Linked DNA regions of Gossypium arboreum: region 2 is linked to region 1. Evidence: chromatin contacts called from public Hi-C data. All regions are on one chromosome and are shown on one strand. Each heading gives the region's core, a stretch centred on a gene start, on an enhancer-like site or on the middle of the called end of the contact. The rest is flanking DNA. Distances are from core to core; before and after follow the strand shown. Region 1 holds the start of LOC108460993 (40S ribosomal protein S4-like). Region 2 holds the start of LOC108458420 (protein BREAST CANCER SUSCEPTIBILITY 2 homolog B-like).

What was found. Hi-C and Micro-C count contacts between places; a contact is called where the count stands out from the background.
Region 2: a Hi-C map of leaf shows a contact between it and region 1, with 2.6 times the contacts expected there. The contact joins the promoter of LOC108458420 here to the promoter of LOC108460993 in region 1. A contact is called at or near these places in 2 of 5 Hi-C or Micro-C datasets (both in leaf).

What each region holds. Positions count from the first base shown.
Region 1 is chr4:111,204,462-111,211,771 of ASM2569848v2, reverse strand. It overlaps LOC108460993 (40S ribosomal protein S4-like), which reads right to left and starts at 2,718. Exons shown (of 5, transcript XM_017760737.2): 1 at 2,571-2,718; 2 at 2,058-2,135; 3 at 1,729-1,909; 4 at 1,377-1,474; 5 at 594-1,242. The coding sequence starts at 2,573. The coding sequence ends at 814. LOC108460551 (protein TIC 56, chloroplastic-like) reads right to left here. Exons shown (of 6, transcript XM_017760079.2): 3 at 6,496-6,778; 4 at 6,170-6,332; 5 at 5,728-5,959; 6 at 5,486-5,561. The coding sequence ends at 5,762. LOC108460552 reads right to left here and starts at 5,344. Exons shown (of 2, transcript XM_017760080.2): 1 at 4,306-5,344; 2 at 3,996-4,190. The coding sequence starts at 4,777. The coding sequence ends at 4,132.
Region 2 is chr4:111,433,285-111,440,594 of ASM2569848v2, reverse strand. LOC108458420 (protein BREAST CANCER SUSCEPTIBILITY 2 homolog B-like) reads left to right here and starts at 2,593. Exons shown (of 20, transcript XM_017757808.2): 1 at 2,593-2,967; 2 at 3,040-3,195; 3 at 3,484-4,521; 4 at 4,616-4,722; 5 at 4,813-4,967; 6 at 5,262-5,384; 7 at 5,484-5,681; 8 at 5,755-5,836; 9 at 5,928-5,978; 10 at 6,068-6,143; 11 at 6,261-6,372; 12 at 6,465-6,536; 13 at 7,155-7,310. The coding sequence starts at 2,823.

The DNA.
Region 1 (7,310 bases), core at 1,469-3,968:
GCTATCATGCATGCCATAATGAAGGTTTGGTAGAAAGACCCCGCCAATGAAAGGAGACAAGCCAAAGAAACTCAAGAAAACTTCGTGAATTCCATGACAACACAAGACATTCAAGAGAAGTGTATTAGCTTGAAGGATGCTATTAGGACGCTCATCAGAAGAGAAAATTACAGGAAAACCTGTTATCGGTGCTATCAATGTTATAATTGGGGTTAATGATCACTTGCCACAAACTAAATCCATGAGAGAAGAACTACTTAGGGTTTCATGGCATCAGACCCTCACCCGTCCAAGTGCGCTACACTCATGGACAATCAATTTTGACCAATGGCTAAATCGGTAGACGGAATTAATTTACTGAACTGGATAAAAAAATATTTATAAATAAAGCCCGATTGAGAAAACGTAAATTTGACCTATTGTCAGATTGGCAAAAACCTGCAAGAGGCTCAATAAACTATAATGTCACAAGCTTGCTTTTGATAAAATTTCACCTGCGTTGCATTTGCATTACTTTACAATGAAAATGATGAGCATGGAAACAAATATTGCATTAGCTGGGAAGGAGTTCATCCCAAAGGAGGCAACTCTCATTTAACCAACAAAAGCACTAATATTCATGAAACAGCCGAGTATTCGATAATTTAAAGCCTGGTGGTAAAGTAGGTAACATCACCCGACAGAAAAAAAGATAAATTGCAAGAAGTAAATAGTTCTCAAAATTTTGCTCACAACTTCATAAATAAACAACTCCAGCTAATCTTTAGAATAAACTACTGCAGCAATACATATCTGGATGTCTTATGCTAAAGTTTAGGCAGCATTTTGGGCAGCAAGCCTCTTCCTAGCTTCCTCAATGATGGATAACTTGATACCCTTACCCTTAGGAAGGGACACCCATGGCTTTGTTCCTTTTCCGATGGTGAAGACATTGCCGAGACGAGTTGCAAACTCATGCCCAGCAGCATCTTGAACATGGATTGTCTCAAAGCTGCCCTTATGCTTCTCCCTGTTCTTAATTACTCCAACTCGCCCTCTGTTTCTCCCTCCAGTGACCATGACAACATTCCCAACATCAAACTTGATGAAATCAACAATTTTGTTGCTTTCAAGGTCTAGCTTGATGGTGTCATTAGCCTTGATCAAAGGATCAGGGTAACGGATAGTACGACCATCGTATGTATTCAAGTATGGAATACCTTTCTGGCCAAACTGGACAGATCGAACCTTGCAAAGCTTGAACTGCAAAATACGAAAAGGCACATGGATAATAATGTTATAACTAAAAGAATGAAAAAAGTTGGAATACTCAAGTAGTATCATACAAATGTGATCAGAACAAGCAGATCAAACAAGTATAGATAGAGTATCCGAACCTTGGTTTCATCGCCACTGATGGCATGGAGACGAAATCGCCCTTTGGTGTCATAAAGTAGACGGAAGTCCTCATTTGTTTTAGGAATGGACACAACATCTGCCAGAAGGTAGTATAGCATGGTTAGACCATATTTGAAGAGAATAATTTAAGAAAGGCAGAGAGAAAACATTCAAATCCTAAAAAAAAAAGTAGCTCTTAAAACAGTAGGCAGAAGGGAGGATTCTGAAGTCATGTGGAAAACCGAGTAACCATGCCAAATACAATTCATTCAACTAACTAGTTTGTATGCTGCAAATAAAATAAATCAGCTGACAAAATCAGCTGAAGAAGTGAAGAGATACTACACGTACCCATGAAACCAGCTGGATAGGTCTTATCCGTCCTAACCTTCCCATCAACCATAACATGCCTCTGCATGAGAATAGCAATGACTTCTCTATAGGTGAGAGCATACTTCAAACGGTTTCGCAAAATAAGGATCAATGGCAAGCATTCCCTGGACTTGTGGGGACCAGACGATGGCTTGGGTGCCTGCAGAGATGGAAAACGAAAACATCATCTAAAACGGTATAGGTGATGGGTACAAAAAAAAAAAAAAAAGAGAGAGAGAGAGAACTGAATCAATAAAGAAAAAGAAGTAAACTAGTATGGAAGTGAAGGGATCAAGATGATGACATACAAAAGCACCACCAAGCTTGTCAAGCATCCAATGCCTGGGGGCATTGAGCCTCTTCAAATGTTTCTTCAACCCTCTAGCCTGTAACACACCGCAAAGAACAACATATCGTAAATGAAACTGAAATGCATAAGGTGTCAATTTGTCTACCCATTACAAATAACAGAACAATGAATGAAGAGCAGGTAAAGAATCTAAGGTTCCATTCAAGTCCCCCATTCCCAATCAATCAAAACAACATTTATACTAAATAGGCAAGGAATTAGATAGATCCCGGCTACAATGAACAGTGCGAATCACAGAAAACCCAGATATAATAAACATTCAAAATCAATTAAGATTAGGCCAATTTTCATTTGCTTAGAAAGCTAGCCCAAAACTTTAAATAACAGTGATTAAACAAACTAAAATGGAATAGCCTAAGCAGCAAACCATGAAACTTACATAACTATCAAAGAATGAAATAGTTAAGAAAAGGTAAGAGGATCGAAGTTAGGAAAAGTAGAAGAAACTAACCATCTTGGAGAAATGAGGCTGCTTTGCTCAAAGTCTGTGTCTTGCTAGGGTCTTCAAACAAGAAACCCTAATAGCTGCATATCTTAATAGATGAGGGCATTATAGAGTTTTCGATCCAAATATGAATTGGGCGTCTGCCATGACCGAAACTATGTTTATGGGCCAGTAGCCCACAAAAAGATAAAATTTTGGGTTCATTATCCCCCCTTTTTTTATTGAAGTTGCTCAAGTTCTTTTGGGAATATACAATGGTTAAAATATGCTATAGGTCCCTGTACTTTTAACATTTAGAACTTAATCTCTCCACTTTTCAGATTTTAAAGTTCGGGTCTAATTGTTAATATTGTTAAATTTATTGATGTGATATTTTGAAATAAAAAAATATTCACTTGTTAATAATGTAACTAAAAAATGGTGTGCCTTGAACTGAATTTAATAAAATAATTTTAATTATGATAATAGTTAGACTTGAATTCAAATCTAAAAAGTAAAAGGTTAAATTCTTAAAAATAAAAATACAAAGATTAAATTTTAAATTTATAAAAGTATAAAGACTGGCATATTTTAACCATATACAATATAGGTTTAACTTATGGTTTTGTACTTGTATTTTCATCATTTGGTACTCAATTTTGACATTTTTAACGTGGTACTTATGTTATTTTTGGCTAAATTTGGTACATGTATTTGATAAAAGTTATATATTTTGATACGCTTAATTTTTAGGGTTCAATTTGGATTTTAGGGTTGATTTGATGAAAGTTAATTTCTAATATAATTTGGTTTGAAATTTTCATAATTTTGTAAATAGAATAAATTTAGTGTTAATTGTGAATTTGTTTAAATTTACATTTAATTTGTCAAACACAATCCAATGGATGTGATGTAATTTAAGTTTTATGAACGGATGTGATATAATTTAAGTTTTATGAATGGATGTTATAAAATTAATCGCTAATATTATTAGCTAATTATGAATTTTCATTTGATCAATTTTAAAATTTAAATTAAACACTAAAAATTAACTTTATTATCTTTAAGTACCAAAATGTACAGTAAATTCGAATAAGAAATATTCTTCAATGAATATGAAATGAAATTGAATGGTTTCGAGTTTTTACAAGAGAAAACTAAATAAATAAAATGTCAAAACTTGCATATTTAGACACTCATTGATGTTTTATCCACATAAATATTTTTGTTAAATATTGTTTATTATTTGGTAAATTATTTATTTTCTGATTAAATTATAAGATTAAAAATTAAAATTATAATATGCTCAAAATTTTTGTATTATTTATATATTTAAAATTTGATCTTCATATTTTTATTTTTAAAATTTAGTCTTTTAATTTTTGAATTTAAAATTTAGGTTTATTTATTAAGATTGTTATAAATTTTTGTCAAATTTAAAATCCACATGGCTCAATCAATCTCCAACACTTGTAATAAATTGTCTCAAAGGATTTTGACATTAAACATTAAACAATAAACAAAATACTTAAATAAATATGTATTTTAACACAAGAAGACAAATCATTCCTCAATCATCAACAGTTGTTTAATCTTGAACGATGTGAATCAGAATAGTAGCTTCATCACTGGTGGGTGCTGCATCATCTGCTTATTCATAATTATAGACACTCACAATCAATATCCAAAAACTTGAAGCCAAAGCAACACCCCAGAAATGAAAAAATATTAAAAGTGATTTATGATGGTAAAAGAGTGTAACCTGGAAGAGATGTTGGCAACTGCGAGACAATGTTATCAATGATACCTCCTCCATCCTCTGTTTGCTCCTCTTTGTTCATACCCCCTCCTCCTCCTCCACCACCCTTTTCTGCCTCTGGTCTCAAACCAGATTCACCAAAAGCTTCAGCTTTTCCTTGAGCACTGATGCTTCCAGCTTTGGGACTTAAAGGACTGACCAAGTTTGAAATGATTTGATCAAAAAACCCACCTCCCTTCTCTTCATTTTTGGCCTCTGCACCTGCACTCATGGTCTCTTTCTCAGCTTCTTTAGCTTGGTTCTCTTCATCAGCATCTGATCCTGCAGTAACCAAATTTGAGATGAGATGATTAATGAATCCACTTCCATTAGCTCTCTCTTTCTCTTCCCCATGTTGTTTAGCTCCTGCTTCATCATCTCCCTTGGGATTAATGGGATGCAACAAGCTATCAGCTTCAGGCACAACATCATCCATCTTTTCTACGATTTTGATTAAGGGATTTGGTGGGACAGATATAGGTGTTATTTATACTGAGAGGCGGTGAAAGGGGGAAAAAGGGGAAATAATAAAATATTGATAGAGAGGGCAATATCTTGATTATTAATTGGGTAAATAGTAGAAAAGGCCCAACAATAGGTGGACATGTGTCAGCTTGCTGGAGCCCTTCTCAAAGCATTTTTATGATTTCCATACATACATGGTCGGTGGCATCGAATACCGCCTTTGTCAGAAATGCAAATACTCTTGAAAACGTTATCGTTTCCCTTAAACAATTAAAATAACTTATTAGTCTACTTTTACTTTTCAAATATCAAAATTCTAATCCTATTATTAATATTGTTAAATTTATTAAAATAAAAATTTGATGGCATTAACAATTAAACTTGGATTTAAAATCTCAAAAGTAAAAGTACTAAATTTCTACAAATAAAAATATAATAATTAAATTTTGAATTTACAAAGAGTACGTGGACTAATTAATATTTTAACCAAACAAATATTATATAAAAGCAAGTGGGGAAATTTGCTTTCTTTTTATCATTACCTACTCATTCTAATATATATTTTCCTTTGGTCTGAGACCCCAATGTCCGATAGTCCCGAGCCAAGTCAAACCCTAAAATGAAAGGGTAAAACAACTCAAATTCGAAATAATCCTCTAAACAATACATAGGCAGGCGCTTCTATATTCCAAAAAGTCGGATCTTCATTGATCAGCATTGGAATCAATACATTGTCAAAAAAGCAAGTGTATCCCCTACAAGAGTTCAACATTGATCACCATATATCATTTAAAACGAAAACTATGCCTACGTTCTCAAAAGAATCAGAAACCATCTCCTTTCGGTGATATATGAGATCAAATTCAATGGGGTTGATTGGTTATCAATATAAAACCTACAGGAAGTCAAGTCAGACCTTACCAATCAGAGTTAACTTCCTTATATGGTAGTTACGCTATGGATCATTCTCTCTTCGACCATACATAGCTTCCGCCTCAGCCTTCTTTTGTGCTTCCCTTTTCTCCTTCCGTCTAGCATCCCTCGCAGCAGAATCAGCCTGTACTTTCTCCATTATTGCATTGAAACCAGGAACTGTCCTGTCTAGTTTGTTAAAAACTTGGCTGCTAAGGTTGTAAAAGATTCGGAATATTCTCTGCAAGTATACAAAGAACAAAGGTTATAACAGAAGAATAGATACTTTAACAATTACCATAACATGTTATTTTAACAAAAGCATCTTTAACAATTCCTAGGATGATCGTCCCAATAAAAAGAACTAGTATACATTGAAAGCAGGCTAGATACTTTAGTTATCAAACTTGCAACTTGACCAACATCGTACTCGGAAGAGATTACACCCTACCTTGACATCCTTATTCCAATGTCTAATGTACGGAGGACCAGTTGTGTAGGTACCAAGAGGCTCACGATACCACTCTCCACCATAGGTAATCTCATCCATTGCTTGCTCAACACTTAAAACTTCCCATGGCCTTAACCCAGGGATAACTTTAGCCAACTTTTGCCTGCCTCACAGAAGCAACTAAATTATTAACATTTTTCTCGATATATAAGATAATAACCATAAATAAATAAATAATAATAATAAAAAAGAAGTAATTTCAGCAATATGATGTACAAATATCTTCAAAACCAGATAAGGTAGGCTAGAAAAAAGAGACGTAATACCGAAGATCTTTTGAGATGTATTTATTTGGCATATAATCAGCTTCCAATAGAGTTGTCATTTCAGAGCCACCAGCCCAAAGAAATAGGGCATGGCTAGGTATTCTAACACCAGGCCATATGCCATCATTAGCTTTTAAAACGGCCAAATCACGTCTTTTGCTCTCTATAGCTTCATGTTGAAGCTGCTTATAAGTTTTCTCCTCGTGTCCTTTAAGGGGAACCCAAGGAGGTATACCTTTCTGAAGTTTGTGAAGGAAAGCTGTTGCTGCTGCACCAAGCCTAACTGATGATCAACACAAAACGATAGTAAATCAACCAGATAACTGAAACAGACCATTCAGAAAATATTTTTGTGATGATGTACATAGGAAAATGGTCGTTGCCTAGACAATACTCATCTAAATATAGTGCATTTGACAGTATCTCCAAGATAAAAAAAATAATGCCTAAACGGTATAAAGGAGGTTTGGCTCCCAATTCCAAATGATTGAAACAGATAACCTGGAAGTTTTGAATCTTCTATTCAATAGATCACAATGTTTAAAAGGAGTTCATGGGAAAAAAAAAAGGAGAATAAAGGTATTGTATTATATACTAAAGGCAGGCCTTAACTACGTAAACATCATAGCATCTTAAACGGATTTAATCTTGTTGAAATTGCATCCCATGTTCATTTAAATTCCTAGAAAAATCACTTAATCACGTGTGAAGACAATACACCTCGAATTTAGTTCATCAAATTTGTATTCAACATGGATAACTAATACCATTTGGTACTGCATTTTGCTATTACACTCAAAGAACGCTAACAAAAC
Region 2 (7,310 bases), core at 1,344-3,843, 230 kb before region 1:
TTCTTTTCTAGCAATATTGATACCAACTATGCTAATGATATATGCAGTGTACTTGGCTTCTGTCAAACTGATGACTTGGGTATCTATTTGGGACTGCCTCTTTTCCATCGACGTATAACGACTAATACTTTTAAGTTTGTGGTAGATAAGGTAAGACAGAAATTAGATAATTGGAATGCTAAGATGCTTTCTATGGCAAGATGAGTGACACTAGCTCAGTTAGTTTTGTTGTCCATCCCTAACTACTTCATGCAAACCATGAAATTCCATCTAGCATTTATACTGAAATAGAGAGGATTGCTCGAAGATTTATATGGGGGAGTTTTGAAGCTACCAAGAAATTGTCGTTGGTAAGGTAGGGGATATTTGTCAACCTTTGCCTAATGGAGGAATTGGTATCCGTTGCCTTAAGGAACAAAATGAATCATTTATGCTAAAGTTGGGATTTAACCTCCTAGCTGATGATCAAGCATTATGGGCAAGAGTTCTCCAAACTAAGTATAAAATTTTGGAAGTTTGCCCCGAGGAAATTTCCAGAAGCAAATTTTTTCATGTGGAGATCTCTTTCCAAGGTTTGGCCCCTTCTGCGTCAAAGTATTCTTTGGTCAATTAGTGATGAGAAACTTATCAAATTCTGGACTGATAATTGAATAGCAGAGGTAGGTCCTCTCATTAACCATGGCTTGGCTCCTTCTTTGATTGATGAATATATCACTCTTTGTAAGGTTGTGAATATGGAAGGTAAATGGAATTGGGAATATATGCGATGCTTATTGAATGAAGAAATTTTATCCATTATAGGCGACATTCCGACCTTGAATTCTCTTGTAGGCCCTAATGGAATTATATTGAGTTGGACTTCTAGTGGAAATTTTAGTATCAAATAAGCCTATGATATGCTTACAAAAAATTCGTTAAACCCGCTGAAAGCAAAATGGAAGCTAGCTTGGTCTTTAAATGTCTCACAACGTATTCATCAATTTATTTGGGTGGTGTTTAAGGAGTGTCTCCTTACTAATAAGGAATGGTGTAGGAGACGCTTCGTTGTTGATCCTTCGTTCAAGCTATGCGAAAGTGTTGAAGAATCTTGCCTTCACATGTTGCGAGATTGTAGCCAAGCTAAAGAAATGTGGAAGCAGTTAATCCCCAAGAGGATTTCAAACCAGTTTTTTTCTTCCTTGCTGAAGGTATTGTTATCTACCAACTTGAAAAATACTTTTGATGTTAATTTTCAAGATGTAGATTGGTCCCTTCTTTTTGGCATTGTTTGTTGGAGGATTTGGAAACAGTGGAACTTATGCGTGTTCTAAGATATCCATTTTAACATATTTAGTATGATCAACTCTTCGTGGGGGTGGGCAAGGTCCATAAGCAAGGACAAACTCCTATAAAGGGAATATTGTGAATTGAAGCAGAGATCAGATATGGGTTCCTCCACCTACAGGTTTCTTTAAACTGAACACAGATGATGCTCGTAATCCGAATTTGGGGCTTGCTTATACGACAGTAGTAGCACAGAATGAGCAAGGCAATGGATGTGGGGATTAAGAAGAAATATTAGAAGATGCAGTGTACTTCGAGCTGAACTTTGGGCCATCTATGACAGCCTCAAATTAGCTTGGGAGGCTAAATGGACGAACATTATTATTGAAACAGTTTGTGCCTTGGCTATCAAAGGTATCCATGGGTATCATAAAGGACATTCAAATAGAGATTTGATTTTGCATATCCAAGAATTGTGTAAATGGAGAGTGCTTATAAAGCAAGTACCTAGAGAGGTGAATTATGTTGCTGATATCTTGGCTAATTCGATGAAAGATTATCCCATTGGCAAGCGAATCTTTCATGTGGCTCCTCCCTCGGTTGATGACTAGATTTGGTTTGATAGATGTGTTCGGTTTTCCAATTCGGATTCTACTTATAGTTTGTAATTGATATTGTTTTATTGTTACAAAAAAAAAAAAGTTTGATCAATAAAATTAAGAAATTGAAAATTGATTCCATCCGAAGTGTTTATATAGTTAAAATATAAATTAAAAGATTACAATTATTTGAATCGCATTGAGTTTTATTTTTTATTAATTTATAATTAGAATTTTATAATACAAAAATAATTTTAAAATTTATATATTTTAGAAAAAGATTAAATAAAATTTATTAATTATTTTTTATTTATTTTAAATTTAAATATTTTAAAAATTTAAGAAAAACACAGTTAAATTTTAACAAATAATATCTAAAAGTTATATATAAATAAATTTAAATTCTTCAAAAAAGTTAAAATTCCAATTTTGGCATAAAGAAAATGAAAACGAAAACGAAAACGAAAACGAAAACAAATCCACAATTAGCATGAAAAAACGAAAACAAAAGTAAAACTCATGGTTGTTTGACTAGACCGGTCAAGATATCGGTTCAAAGAAAGGTTTTAGACTAATTGATTTAACTAAAAATTGATTGGCTCAGATATTAAATCTAGACTTTGTTTACTTTTTAATATTTTTAATAATTTATTCAATTGAATCAGATGAAATGATTGAACCGATAACCTAATTGATTTAACTACCAATCTAATTTTGAAAAATTACTTAGAAAAAATCATAAAAAAACCCAACAAAATTGCATCCAGATTAGCTTAAGCCCAACGAACCTGAAAATACTCCCCTCCAAATCCAATTTATCATCTCATCTCCCCCGTAATATTTTACGTTTCCCGCCTTATCAAAACATCAAAAATTTCAATTTGTTACAATACTCGAAACTCAATGAAGCATATAGCATAAGAAAACATCAAACACAAACCCTAGCCAAAATCCTCAAAAATGTCTACGTGGCAGATTTTTTCTCATGCCGGAACAAGTTTTCGCTGGGAGGCTTCCCCTCCTATCGTACCGATTAAGCCTGCCGATGACCCGAACGGAGCTCCGGTTCCTCCACTCCCATCCATGGCCGATCTCCTGCTTCAAGGTAAATAGTCTCTCAATCATTTCGCGTCTGTATTTGATTATCGTGCTCTCAAATTCCTTAGATCCAACGCAGGATGTTCGAAGCTTATTGAGAATGGAGATGGAGAATTTGAGAAATATCCGATGTTCAGAACCGGATTGGGGAAATCGGTGGCATTGAAAGAATCTTCAATTGCAAAAGCATTATCTATCCTCGCCAACGACGACGCTGCCTCTACTGTTACTTCAAGTAAAGCTTCTCTCTTTTACTTTCATTTTTTTTGTTTGATAACTATATTCTGCAATTTAGAGAAGAAACTTATGTCATTTGGATAATATGAAGCTGAAATTAAAAAGGGGAAAATGTAGGAATTGAATTTATGTTCGGAATGGTTTTTCTATTTTTAGGAACCAAGGAGCATTGGTTACTAGAACCATTTAATATATTCACTGAGATGATTGTAAAATTGCGGGACCAAGCTCATTGTAAAATTGCGGGACCAAGCTCTTTTTTTTTTTTAACTTATCTGCCACACAGGCAAACTGATTCCAGTGAACAATGGCTGCGGTAACTCTCTTTTTCAAACGGGCTCTGGGAAAATGGTTAACATATCTTCAGCTGGTCTGGTCAGAGCTAAGACATTTTTGGGACTTGAACAAGATAATGAGAATCACAATTTTGAAGGTTTTCAACATCCAAGGAGGTTACCTGCAACTAATGAACCTTATGACTGCCAAAGGTTTTCTCATTCAGGGAAGAAAGAAGATTTGCAAAATTATGGGGTTATGGATGTTACATCAGAACCAAGGCACATGTTAAACTCTAGGAATCGTTTACTAGGAGGTGAACTAGGCAGTGAAAATGACTCAACTCCAATGCATTCCAAAATGTTTGATTCAGTTCCCAAACCACCTCCAATCAAGTTTCATACTGCAGGTGGAAGATCATTGTCAGTTTCAAGTGATGCATTGAAGCGTGCAAGGAGTCTTCTTGGTGACCCAGAGCTAGGAAATTTCTTCGGTGAAATGGATCAAGAGGTTCCACCATTTACAGTTTACAAGGAGGAAAATTTTAATGATGCTTCATTAAACAAGGAAAACTGTTTCTTTACTTCATTTCCAGTAAGTAAAGACACATCCAAGGATTTCACATCCCCACTGAAATCATCTTTCAAGCAAACAAGGTCCATATTCAATTCAGAAAATTTAAGTTTTGGGAGTAATTTGATTGAAAAATTTGATGCAGTTGAAAGTTCTAGTGCATGTGCATCGGCCATCAATATGCCTTCTCCACAGAATGCTTTGAAATCAATCAATAGGCTTTCTGAGAAAAATTTTGCAACTAACAATTCTTTGCCTAGCGGTTCTGGTTCACAGACTAATTTGCCTAGAAGGTCATTTGGTGGGCCATTGGTTGATATTTCAAATAACATTGCTACATCTCAAACAAATAACAAACAGGTTATGAATGAAAAGAGGAGAATTGGAAGATCAAGTTTTGTTTCTCCCTTCAAAAGACCCCGCTGTTCCAAGATCTCTGCTCCATTGAATAATGATGTTTCCTTGGTAGCAAATGGTAAATTTATCAGGCCTCTAAAACTTGCTTTAGTTTTATGATTTCTCATTTTGGTTTATTCTCTTTGTTAATGTATGCCTTTTTACTTCATTAGATGATCATACATGTTGCAAAAGAACAGTTTCCACTAAATATCCTTTTCAAGTACCAAGAGTATATATAAAGGAATATTTTGCTGTGCCTCCTTCAGCCTGCAGCACGGTAAACAGCTTCTCATTACAGCTTATTGCCTTCAAGAAATTGGTTAATTCCTCACCATTGACACCTGTTTATATTCCTGGCTTGCTTTAGTTGAAGTGTTTCCCAATCAAAGGTAAACAGATCACACCAGCGAATGCTTACGAGTATTTGTTTAAAGATGAAACTAGCTTATGTCGAATTGGGGCAGAAACTTTTTATGACATGTTGTCTCATTCTGGAGCTTCTGTGCAACACGTTTCTAAAGAGTAATCACCTTTTTCTCTTATCCATGCCTACTTCAAATCTTTAGTACTTGAAACTTTTTTGAATGATTTTCATGGTATACAGCAAGTTATGAATAAACTGATGCTATTGGTTGCTTGCTCAAAGTTGGCTACCTCTAAGTATTTTTTGATATATACCAAATCTGAGGTTGCTTTATAGTTGACTTTTGCTTGTTTGTATTGCTATATGTGCCATGTATTTTTTAAACTCTGTTTCTCATCTGCATTTTGCAATGTATATTTGTTAAACCATTCCTACTCCCCTTGCATGTCTAGGTGGGTCGCAAATCATTATAAGTGGATTGTTTGGAAACTTGCATGCTATGAGAGGTGCTATCCTTCCAAATGTGCTGGAAAATTTTTGACGGTCTCCAATGTACTTGAGGAATTAAAGTACAGGTATCCAATTACAGTGAGTTGTTTGTTTTGCATCTGAATTTTTTTTTGTTTGAGAAGATATTTATATACATGGAAGCAATTTATAATTCATCTTTTTAGATATGAGAGGGAAGTCAATCATGGTCAGCGTTCTGCAATAAAGAAAATACTTGAAGGGGATGCTTCGCCTTCTAAAATGTTGGTGCTATGTGTTTCAACAATTCAATCAAATTCTGAACCAAATATGGAGACCAACCTAGAGATAACAAATGGAACTCATAATAGTGGCAATGCAAAAGTGGAACTAACAGATGGGTGGTAAGTAAATTCCAATTTTATTGCTTACTTAGCATTGGAAATTTTGGCATGTAAAAGATGTCTGGGCTTACAGGTACTCTATAAATGCTATTTTGGATGTATTGCTATCAAAGCAGCTTGCTGTTGGAAAATTGTTTGTGGGACAGAAGCTCCGGGTAATTTTCTCATTTATGTTTAAATTTCCCTTTTCAATTAGAGAGTTCTGGAAAAATTGTCCATTCTTATGCATTGGTTTGTCTTTTGAAGATCTGGGGAGCAGGACTTTGTGGCTGGGTTGGGCCAGTTTCACCCCTTGAGGTTCTTTCTGATTTGAATTTTCTTTTGGAAATTAAATTCTTGAAAATGCTTTGTCATTTCTTCTTCCTTTCCTTTTCCTTGAATTTCAGGCGTCCAGTGCAATTAGTTTAGCTTTGAACCTGAACGGGACGTGTAGAGCTCACTGGGCTGATCGACTTGGATTTTGTAAGCATTATTTGTATTTTCTTATTAATTTAAATTCCATATGTTAGTTGTAATAACAAGAAAAATCAATATATCTCTTACCTCCTTAAAGCTTGATTTTCCTGTTAATGTCTTTAGGTAAAGGTTTTCGTATTCCTATGGCATTTAGGTGTATCAAGGGTGACGGGGGTCCAGTCCCTTTGACTTTAGTTGGAGTCACTCGGATATACCCTGTTCTCTACAGGGAAAGGTAACCGCAAACTGATCTGTCTGCAATTTCAGGTGAAATGGAACTGCAAGTTATGCTTTAAGTTTAATTATGTTTTTTCTTTTTCCATCTAGGTTGAGAAATGGGGGATCAATTGTTAGATCTGAGAGGATGGAGAGTAGAATGGTGCAAAAGCACAATCAAAGGTGACCACTATATTCTGTACACGTTTTAAAATGTTAGAATCCTCCATCGTAATATGTAATTTCATATCATATAGTGGTGTTGAAATTAGATGTAATGCTTTTATCTGCTGCACTTTATCTAGGCATGCACTTAACTTTCAGCAGTCAGCCTTTCGCCAGCCTTTTGGTGATCAACTTCCACCTTTTGTGCTTTTACCAACTAATAGTTCTCTTTATTAGATTTAGTCTTGCTAACTGTCTTTATAAGAAAGAACTGTGATGCCTTTTAAAAGAACTGTGATGCCTTTTAACTTCATAATTATTCATTCTTCACTAGTCATGTGGGTTTACTATACATTTGATAATTCTCATTCTAACAATGCTTGTTGCATAAGGGACTATGATGTGCTCTTAAGAATATCACCTGGTTAATGCAACCAGTATGATTCTTCCTAACAGCCTTAAAAATTCATTTGCTCCATTTTGGTAATAACAGAGGAAAACCGAACTTTTACTGATGTAAATTAGAACTGGTATTCTAGCTGAAAAAAAAAAAATTGAAGTTATGCCTTAAATGATTGTGTAATTGTGAGCTCATAATATATTAGGCTTTTCATGCTTCATCTTTTCCTGCTGCAGGTGCTCAGTTCTGGTAGATCATGTTATATCTGAGTATCAAAGAGGGGTCAATAGTTCTCATATCCATAATGACAGTGAGAGTGAAGGAGCGAAAATCTTAAGGATTCTTGAGACATCTGCTGAGCCAGAAGTCCTTATGGCAGAAATGAGCCCGGA